2 separate regions of the Mus musculus genome follow, and region 1 is linked to region 2. Evidence: chromatin contacts called from public promoter capture Hi-C data. All regions are on one chromosome and are shown on one strand. Each heading gives the region's core, a stretch centred on a gene start, on an enhancer-like site or on the middle of the called end of the contact. The rest is flanking DNA. Distances are from core to core; before and after follow the strand shown.

Region 1 (4,949 bases), core at 848-3,347, 1.1 Mb before region 2:
TGGAGGTCAGGAGACAGACAGCCCTTGACAGACAGTTCTCCTCTTCCATATTGTGGAACTTGAGGATTGATCTCAGGTTGTCCGGCTCAGCAATAAACTCATTCACCCAACCTCTACCTTGTTGGCCTCTTGCTTGTCCTTTTATAAGCACTCTGTATCAAACTCTCCTTCAACCAGCCTGTGCGGATCCCATACCTTCTAGGTATCATTCCTGATGGAGCTGCCATCAGACTAGGACTCTGCTGGAGGCAGCGAAATTCGTGTGCGTGTGCTGTGTGTAGGGAGTCAAATGGCCATGGTAGGAGGTTCATCTAGTCAGGGGTCGGGGCATGTGTGAAAAACAGCAATCACGTTTGGCACAGGGTCCATCCAGTCCCTTGGGTCTTCCTGCTCAGCCTTGGTCCTCCCACAGTGTCCTCCTCTCCCTGAGGCCACTGGCTGGCCCCATGGTGAACTTGCCATAGGGCTGACAAGAAGCAAATCAAGACTTAAAAGAGGATCACAGATATAATTCAGCTGCAGAATGCAAGGCTAGCACACAAGAGTCCTGAGTTCCATTCCTCAGCACCAAGCCAACCAACCAACCAACCAACCAACGAAAAACTCACTTTGCCTAACACCGTGCTGGATTGTGTCTATCATTCCAGTATTGGAATGAGACAGCTAAAATGACTGAGTTCGAGGCCAACCTGAGCTACATAGCAAGTCTTTGTCTTAAAAAATTAAAATTAATTATGTGAAAGGCTTTATGCCTTAAAGGCCCTGAGTCAAGGAAAGAAAGAGCCAAGAGGCACAGATGCCATGCAGATCTCAGCCTCATGTCGCATGGTATGGGCAGGGGCAGGATGGCAGCTTGCTCTTAGGAGTAGGGAGGAATGGGAGGTAGGCAGGAAGGATGCCTGTCATGGATGAGCTGATCTTTTGTCATCAAACTCACAGTCCCCTGTTGTCTGAGGGTGGAAGTGGAAGTGAAGCCCTGGGTCTCCTGGAAGTGTCCTCCCCTCATTGGGCTTCTTTCTCTGGAGAAAACCGAATAGCTCCCACCCTTCCTCCCAGCCACCCAGGTTCCAGAGGAAACTGCTCCTTCCTGTGCTCCTGCAGCACACCCCAGCAGAAGTTGCTCTCCCTCCTGTGGGCAGAGCCCTTCTCCTCAGCTGGGATCCAGCAAGGGGGCAGCAGGTTGTAGGGTTTCCCCTAGCCTGACTCACCCAGCTACTGTACAGTGCAGACCCTTGACCAACAAACAGGATTTCTCAGGGTGGGATCTCTCTATAAGGCACTGAGAGGGAAGGCTTGGGGCTGTGCGTGAGCCAGTGATGAAGTGAGGGCCAGGGACACTGTGGGGGAGGGCGAGGTGGGGAGGGCACTGTGGGAAGGGCACTGTGCTGGTGCTTCAGTGTGTTAGTCTTTGGCAAGTTCCTTTCATTTCCCAGCCTGAATCTTTTTCTGGAGCACAAGGGATTGGACTAGATACTGTGTAGTCTTAGGTGCTGGGGCAGAAAGGAGAAGGAGAAGGAGGAGGAGGGGGAGGGGAAGGAGCATAGTAGTGTAACACTGACAGTGGGGGTCATTTCTCTGAGCCTCAGCATCCTCATCTGCAAAATGGAAATTACGAAGAGCCTGAAAAGCACTCTGAGCGATGGATGAGAAAGGGCTATGACTCAGGAGACTGCCTGCAAAGTAACGTGTGTGCGGGAAGCCTGTGCGCTCCTGACAGTGCTGGGACTGCTTTCCTGAAGAGAGTAGGTTTTAAGATTAGGGGAGGCGCCCAGATGCCAATGGTTGGTGGCGGTGGGAGACCAGAGAGGGGCCCTCTTGAGTCCCGCAGGTGATTAGGGCTTGGGCTGTCCGCCTGCTGCATTGAGAAGGGAGGGAGGGAGTAAGGGAAAGAGGGAACACGGGAATCGGCACCTCGGTACTGTCCCTGTCCCGAGGCCGGATCCATACATCACACCATTCGAGACGCTCACGTTTTCCCAGCTTTTCTCACACTGAATCACTTCCTTTGTTTAGAGGAGGGGGTAGGGGAGGAGACGGAGGGCGACGAGGGAGGGGCCCGCGGGTGCCGCCGCCGCCCCCGCCCCCGCCCCCTCCCCCTCCCGGTGTGCGGAGCCCGATTGTCACTCAGCTCCCGCGCCGGGGGCGACGAAGGCGCCGGCGCCAGAGTGGAGTCTCGGCTGGCTACCACCCCTTGGACATAACTGGCTAGCCCTGGGTTCCCCTGGCATCCTCTGAGGGAGCGACTGCCCAAGGTTTTGAGGTCTGGGGATACTTGGCTAGACAGTTCAGGTGGCCAGGCGCTCTGCCAGCTTTGGTGTGACCTTGGGTAAGTCTGTGGCTCAGTTCGTGCATCATGAGTGTGCAGGAAAGGGGTGGATGAAATGACTGGGGTGTCCCCCTTGGGGCAGTCGATGGGTAAGGATTCTGGGCAGAGCTGGAGCTGGACCAGGCTTCTGTTAAGAATCGGGCACCAGCGGCGTCCCAGGTGGGTGGGCACAGGGTAGGCGTGCGCGCACGCGGGGAATGGGAGCCGGTGGACCCGCCAGGTCCTGGGCTTAGTCCCTCAGAATCACGCCTGCCATCCAGTCCCAGGTACGAAACAGGGGCACTACCTCTTTAAAGGCGTCCGGGGCTGAGCCTCTGCCACACCATGTGATTGCTTGAAAGGCCGGGCTGGGAGCGCAGCGGCGGGAGCCTGGAGAACGATGAGCCGATGCGCGCGCGGTGCCCAGAACCCAACCCTGCCCGGCGCGGCTCCGGAAAGCCGCCCGGGGAACTTAGGGCAACGCCTTTGGGACCCCCTACCGGTTGGCAGGCAGGATGGTGAGCTCCTTGCCTCCGGGTCGGCGGACACCTGTGGGCACTGTGGATTCACAGGGGATCCTTGTGGAGTAAGTGTACAGGGAGCCACCTCACACCTGATACAAAAACCAGTGGTGGAGTGAGTGCTGCTATTTTAAGTTGCTGAATGGAACCTCTAAGGACAAGGGGAGGGGACAGAGGTTAAGCAGATAGTGAGCCTGAGTGTCTGGCCAGCTTGGGCAGGCACTGCATCACTTTACTGGGGCACATCTTCGCAGGGCTGCCTATGTCCCCCTCCTTCCCAGGCTGGCATCCCCACCGCAGGCTTCCTGACCACAGGTGCTGGCCTCGCGCCCCAGGGCGCCTGTCTGCTGATGTGCCCAGCTCCTGCCCACCATGCCGCCGTACATCTCGGCCTTCCAGGCTGCCTACATTGGCATCGAGGTGCTCATTGCCTTGGTCTCTGTGCCCGGAAATGTACTGGTGATTTGGGCTGTGAAGGTGAACCAGGCACTTCGCGATGCTACCTTCTGCTTCATCGTATCCCTGGCGGTAGCTGATGTGGCTGTTGGCGCCCTGGTCATCCCACTGGCCATCCTTATCAACATTGGGCCACAGACCTACTTCCACACCTGCCTCATGGTGGCCTGTCCTGTCCTCATCCTCACCCAGAGCTCCATCCTGGCTCTGCTTGCTATTGCTGTGGATCGGTACCTCCGAGTCAAGATCCCTCTCCGGTGAGTTCATAGCAGCCCAAGGTACTCTGTGCAACCCTGTGTGGGGCTTGGGGATGAGCAAGAGAAGATGAAAGTCAGCACACATAAGCCTCCTAGTCAGCCAGGTATTCTCCGGGCATTTGGATCCCAGCCCAAAGTGCCTTCCTGGGCTCTGTATGGGGATGTTCAGCAGAGCTGCAGTGAGAGAAACAGGAGGGGCTGGGTGTCAGAGAATTACCATCCTGACAGTGCCCATGACCTCAGTGCAGGGACCTGGAGCCTCTGCAACCAGAGAGTCTGAGGGAGCAGGTGAGGTCGGGCCTGGAGTGGGACTGGAACATTTGGAAGGGCTGGCAAGACAAGGGACAGCCAGTATAGGCTTGTGAATGATCTGGGTTCCACCGGACTGGGAAAGGAGGAGAGAAAAGCTTCAGGAGAGAGATGAGGACATGCAGAGGGTGGCACACCAGGACCCAGGGTGCTGCTGCTTCTCGGACCAGACCAAGCTGGCTTCCAGAAGGCACTGTTTAGCTCACTTGTTCGGCAAATGTTTCTGTACCAGCCAACTCCACCCTCCGCGCTGTCCTGCTGAGCCCAGAGGGCTAGTTGCCTCTGCCCAGCCTCCCCTGAGGCAGGGAGCAGGCTGGTGTTGCCCTTCCTGTTCTGGCTGTTGCCTGCGGAGATGCTTTTGCTGTTTCTAGGCAGCTCAGGGTGGGAAGCCTAATGGTGACACCCCTCATAGTGGGGGGTCCATCTCCCTTGAGGATCCCTGCCCAGGCCTACCAAGCCATAATCTTGGCACCAGGCACTGCCTGGGTCACCAAATGCCAGCAAGTGCCTGGGCACCCTGCCAGGAACTGGCTCTGCTGGGACACTCTTTTGAGTGTGTTTCCCCCTTCTTTGAATTCTTGTCACCAGTAGGTTCTCTAAGGGTGAGCTTTAGCCATCTTCAGCACCTGCTGTTTTATGCAGCTTCCTCCTTCCCCTATCTGGAACCTGGGGCCTCTGGCCTCCCTTGGCAGTGTGCCTGGGCAGGCCTGGGCACCGGTAGTCCTCCCTTTGGTCACGTTTAAGCACGTTTCACTTTTCCCAGCCTCTTTTCGTGTCACACGCTCCCTCGCTCCCTGTGTCCAGTGTGGGAGGCGGGGCAGGAACTGGAAGAGAGGAAGCAGGCTCAAGGGATCTCCCTGGAGTCAGGTGTGGAGAGCGTTATCCAACCATGTCCTCCCTCTGATTCCTGAGCCTGGAACTCCCCCCCCCCCCCCATGTCAGCCTCTCCCTATCACTCCCAGCCTACCTCCCTCACGGCCCCAAGGTTTCCCAAGGAAGGTGGGGGCACAGGCTGCTGCTGTTCCAGGGGAAAGGAAACAGCCCAGAAGCCTGGCAAGCTCTGTTCCCAGGGCCTTTCACGCTGCCATTAGCCCCGGGCTG
Region 2 (5,016 bases), core at 325-2,824:
ATGTTGTGGGTCCATCCGGAGAAGGTTATGTTCCTCCTCCAGGCTATGATAGCCATTATCTTGGTCAGGGGTGGGTAACTCTTGCCCTTTGTTAGCCTGGAGGAATTCTAGCCGTTTCATACGAAGGTGGTGGATTTCCGGCAGGCCTTCTGTAGAGAGAGGCGGACACCTTCTCCAGGCGGTTGCCGACATCTCTGCCCGCAACGGCTGAGGGTGACAACCATCTTCAGAAAGATAGCAGCTCTCTGGGGTTAGTGTTCGGAAACCCACAAACTGGCCACCTCCAGCGCTGCTCTGACAGCGCAGCCCTAACTGGGGAAGGTAGTCCAGGTAGGAAGGGTTCAGGAGATAGGAAACTACCTTGAAATTACCTAAGCTCTGAACGCTCAGAGGCCCAGAGGATGAAGAGTCAAGTTCTCGGTGGGAGACTAGACCAGCTTGAAGGCTACTGGGCAGCAACTCCACTCCCCACAGCTGCTGCTCCAGGAGGAAAGTGGGCGCTGCAGAGTCTAAAGCTCTTTCCTGGGCCTTGAGTTTTAACTCCAGGTCTGAGGACGAGCACTGCCACTGGAGTCCCTCCTCTAGCCAATCAAGAGAACTGACAACCAAGTCTTCCGAAGAGTCCAGCCGCAGTGAACTCAGAGACTTCTGCACCGTGGGAGCGGCAGATTCCTCCCGTCCTCTCAAAGCTCTCAGGGCGCTGTAACTTGCGGCAAAATCTAGCCATCTGGTAGGAATCAGGCCCCCGAAAAGCTGGCTCCAAAGCAGCAGCTTCTGGAATAGGCTAGGGAGCAGGGCAAGGAGCTGAGAAAGCAATTTGGTCCAGTACCTGGTCCGACGCTCGGGCAGAGCGGAGTTCCCGGGATTTTGTCGAGAGGAAGGCGGCGGGAACTCCGAAGAGCAGGCGTGCGATCGCCGAAGGAAGGGCAGCCGGAACCAGGAGCCCAGCCGAGGGCCAGGCCGCTTCCGGGCCCTGTGCGTTCCTGTCTCCATCTCCTTTCCTTGGCGGCTTCTCAGACAGGAGGAGGACAGAGCTCAGCGGCGTCAGCGCAGGCTGGATCCGAGGTCTACACAGTCTCCGCCTTGCCCAGCCACGGAGTGGGTACTGCAGTCCGATTCCCGCGCCGGCAGAGGAGGCCCAGAGAGCGGCGGCTTCCGCAACGAGTGCTGCACCGGACGGCCCAGAGGCCCGCGCAAGCGGTGGCGACCGCGGTTAGGTCCATCCCGGCTAGGGAAGGAGACGTCCTAGGCCGTGTGAGATCGCTCCACCATAGAGAAGACCCTCCCTCGCGCGGCGGCGACGGAGACGACGGCGGCGTTTCCGGTGGCCCGCACGGAGGCGCGAAACGCCAAGGCGGAAAGGGTGGCTGGGTGGCAGGCGAGGGCGCAAAGAAGCGAAGCTCAAAATGGCCGCAGCCGCACACCCGGAAGCTGCAGGGCGAGACGGAGGACCGAGGGCGTCTACTCCCTACCGCCCAGCGGCGCCTCACGTCATTCGCCGAACCCCCACCCTTGCCTCCCGAGAGGCGGACTTGCCTCACCCTCGTGCGTGGCCTCTGATTGGCCGCGTCTGTGGTCCCTGTCGGCTTCCTTACTCGGGGTAGAGCGGGGCTCGCACGCGGCGAGTTGCATCAGCCGGACCTAGGATGTACGCTTGCGCAGTCAGTTCATTCTGGTCTCCTAGGAGACTCCGCGCCCCACCCTCTAGGTCAAAGGGAATGGCTGGGGAGGTGAGTGGGTTTCAAGAGAACCCGAGAATTCTCCCGAGCCCTTTTTTATGGATCCGATTGCTAGGCAAATTATCCGCTTATCTGACACGTGTATCGGTCTTCTCCTATTAAGGGCGTAGGAAGACTGGAGTGAAACGATGTAGGCAGTGCTGTATAACCAACTCGCCTGGTGCTAAGACACACATCATCCCTAGTGAATCATAGTGAAACTGAATCACTCACACATTCCTGTCCCCTCTGCTTTAGGATTTCTAAGTCTCTAGCATTGCCTGTGATCTAATTTGGACATCTTTCAGGGTCCATTTGACAAAATACCCCTCAGAAAGAAAAACGCGGTGTTACTAGCAAGCTGAAGTCACAGGTGGGAAGATAACTGTTAACTAACTCAGAAACAGCGCGTTCAATTCACTTATTTCCTCAGTAACAAGAGCCACAGAGTAGAGCATCCGGCGAAGGATAACACATTGGTGACTTTTGTCCTCTGAAAAATATTGGCTGATTAATTTTAATTACTGTAATAAGGGGAGGATTTTGTTTGTTTGAAACAGATTTTACTATGAAGCTCAGGCTGGCCTCAAACTAACCACAATCTTTCTGCCTCGGCCTTCCAACCAAGTACTGGCTGATTTATCTCTTACTAGTTTGGTTTCTTTCTTCCTTTTTTATTTTTATTTTTTTCTTTTCTTACTTATCTATTTATTTGTTTATTTGAGGCCGGGTCTCTCTACAGAGCCCTGACTGTTTGGAACTGGCGATGTAGACCAGGCTGGCCTTGAACTTATTAGTTCTGTCTCTTCCTCTCCAGCAAAGAGATTAAAGGCATGCACCACCATGCCTGGTCTTTAGTTCACTTTCTTATTCTCATTTTAATCCACAATGCAAAGACCAAGTGGCTATCACAGAGCGTAGTGGTTACACTAAGGAGGAGAATCTTGCTGCCCTGGGGGAGGGTCAGCTGATCCTCATGACTTGTTGAGCAAGGAACAAGCTCTTTCTTCCCTGAAACCAAGAGTTTTTACTGTTTACGCCCCCACAACATCTTATTACTTGTGTCTGGCAGTAACTGGTTTCTTAATCCTAAAAGCTTTAGGAAAACGTAATTAGCAATGAGTCGTTTTTTTCATAGTAGCAGGAGGTCCGAGTATGCAAATAAGTTACTTCGGGCTTCAGTTCCTTTTGGGGTGAAGCCGAGAGGATCATCTAACCGCTGGGTGAGGGGCTGTATCCCCAGGCAGAGAGGGTAGGAACACAAACACTAGCTAATATTCTGCTCTCGTTCTTCTTTACAATCCTCCATTGTTTACCACTGCCTACAAAATAAAGAAAGGCTCTGTTCAGCCTGCGCTGCCCGAATGCTCTCCAGCCTTCGCTTCTGCGGCTCCTCCTCTGGAGCACAGGACTTGTCCTTCCTCCGAGCGTTAGAGGAAAGACCTCACCTTTTCTTGTGGTGTATACCTACTTACACTCCCAGTTTCAACTTGAAGGTCAAGGTCTGCTTGAGGCCTCAATGGCCCTACGGGTCAGAATCTGTTGCTCCTTTTCAAGGCTGATTCACGCCTTTTAGTGGCGTTTAACAATTTGCACCAGCCCTTCCTGTAAATGTACCCTCCAGTCCAGGCAGTAATGAAAGAACTGTACCAACGTTTCAATTTCCCAATGAGGAGGAACTGTTCTCTGTAGAAAGTTCCCCTAAGTTGGTTTTTAAATGACACATTAGAATCTCTGTGCGATTCCTTTTTAATTGTTTGTTTCGTTAGTTCAGAATTTCTTCCATTTGTGTAATATGTTTTTATCGTGTTCTCTTCCTGTGATCCTGAGCAGGTAATTATCGCTCAAGTCATGGTTCCAGTGCCTTTTTTGTCTCTTGTTTTTGCCTTGTTCTGAGACTCTGACCTCAGGTCTCATGCTAGTACCCCAAGCTCTTTCCCCACCTCCTCAACCCCTAGGTCAGAATGTCTTAAAAATTCTCCACAGTCTCTTTTCACCAAGACAGTTTTATGTGATCACAGGTAATGGTATACAAGACAAACATTTACTGATAATGACTCATAAATTTAGTTTAAAACAATTTTATATACCTATAGTTATACCATTTATTAAAGGCATAAGTAAATTTGTATACTAGTAAAATGAAGGGCTAGAAAGACAGCTCAGCAGTTAAAAGCACTGGATGCTCTTTTAGAGAACCTGGGTTCAATTCCCAACACCCACAGATTTACTCACAGCTGTCTGTAACTCCAGTTCCAGGGGATCCAAGGCCTTCTGGCCTCCTCTAGCATACATATGGTGGACAGTCATGCATGCAGACAAAACAAAACAAAACAAATACATATTATAAAATAAAAGAAAAACCTAATAAATGGATGTGACAAAATTTACATATGCTTGGCTAAATGTTTAATACTGTAAGATCCACAAGATTGTCTATTTATGAGTTTATTTATTTTTTTAGAGAAGCTTAAAGAGAATAAATTTATACATAAATACCGCAAGGATTAGCACACTTCATCTGATGAGATAAGTTTCTTTCCTAGTTAAGTAAATGATGGCAGGTGATTGATATTTTATAATCACCAATGCTTGGAAAGTCCTTCACATAAATACAGTAGAACAAAATGGCTGCAGTATGGCTAGGGGCTATTCCAGAAATTCTGTCTTGGTTCTAGGTCATAACGCATGACTTAGATGACTTGCTCCTTTGTTTGTTTGTCTATCATGGAACTCACTCTGTAGGCCAGGCTGGCCTCAGATTCACAAGGATTCTCCTGCCTCTGCCTCCACAGTGCTGGGATCAAAGGCGTGTACCGCCAAGCCCAGCCTCAATCAGTGACTTTTAGATTATACTTACATGGGTATTTTAAGTATATACTGTGTGAACTCAAACCATAGTGCACATGTGAAGGGCACGGGACAAAGTCTGTGAGACTTTGGCTCTCTCCGTTTACCAAGCGGGTCCTGGCTGCTAAACTCAGGTCATCAGGCTTGTAACAAGTTCTAGGCCATTTTCCTAGCCCCACCCCTCTTTTTAAAGACAACATAAAATGAGGATATATATATATATACCTCCCGAACTCCCAGGGACTAAACCACCGACCAGTTCAGAGGAATGCCAGGGAGGTGAGGTAGGAGTGGGTGAGCAGGTAGAAGAGCACCCTCCTAGAAGCAGGGGGGAGGGAGGAGGAGATCGAGGGTTTGCGGAGGGAAAACCGGAAGGGGGACAACATTTAATATGTAAATAAATAAAATAACCAATAATAAAATAAAATAAACACAAGTATCTATTCCC

What was found. Promoter capture Hi-C pulls out the DNA fragments that hold promoters and counts their contacts.
Region 1: a promoter capture Hi-C map of liver shows a contact between it and region 2, with 2.9 times the contacts expected there. The contact joins the promoter of Adora1 here to the promoter of Ppp1r15b in region 2.

Annotation. Positions count from the first base shown.
Region 1 is chr1:134,232,605-134,237,553 of GRCm38.p6, reverse strand. It overlaps Adora1 (adenosine A1 receptor), which reads left to right and starts at 2,097. Exons shown (of 2, transcript NM_001008533.3): 1 at 2,097-3,539. The coding sequence starts at 3,199.
Region 2 is chr1:133,127,724-133,132,739 of GRCm38.p6, reverse strand. It overlaps Ppp1r15b (protein phosphatase 1, regulatory subunit 15B), which reads right to left and starts at 1,574. Exons shown (of 2, transcript NM_133819.3): 1 at 1-1,574. The coding sequence starts at 993.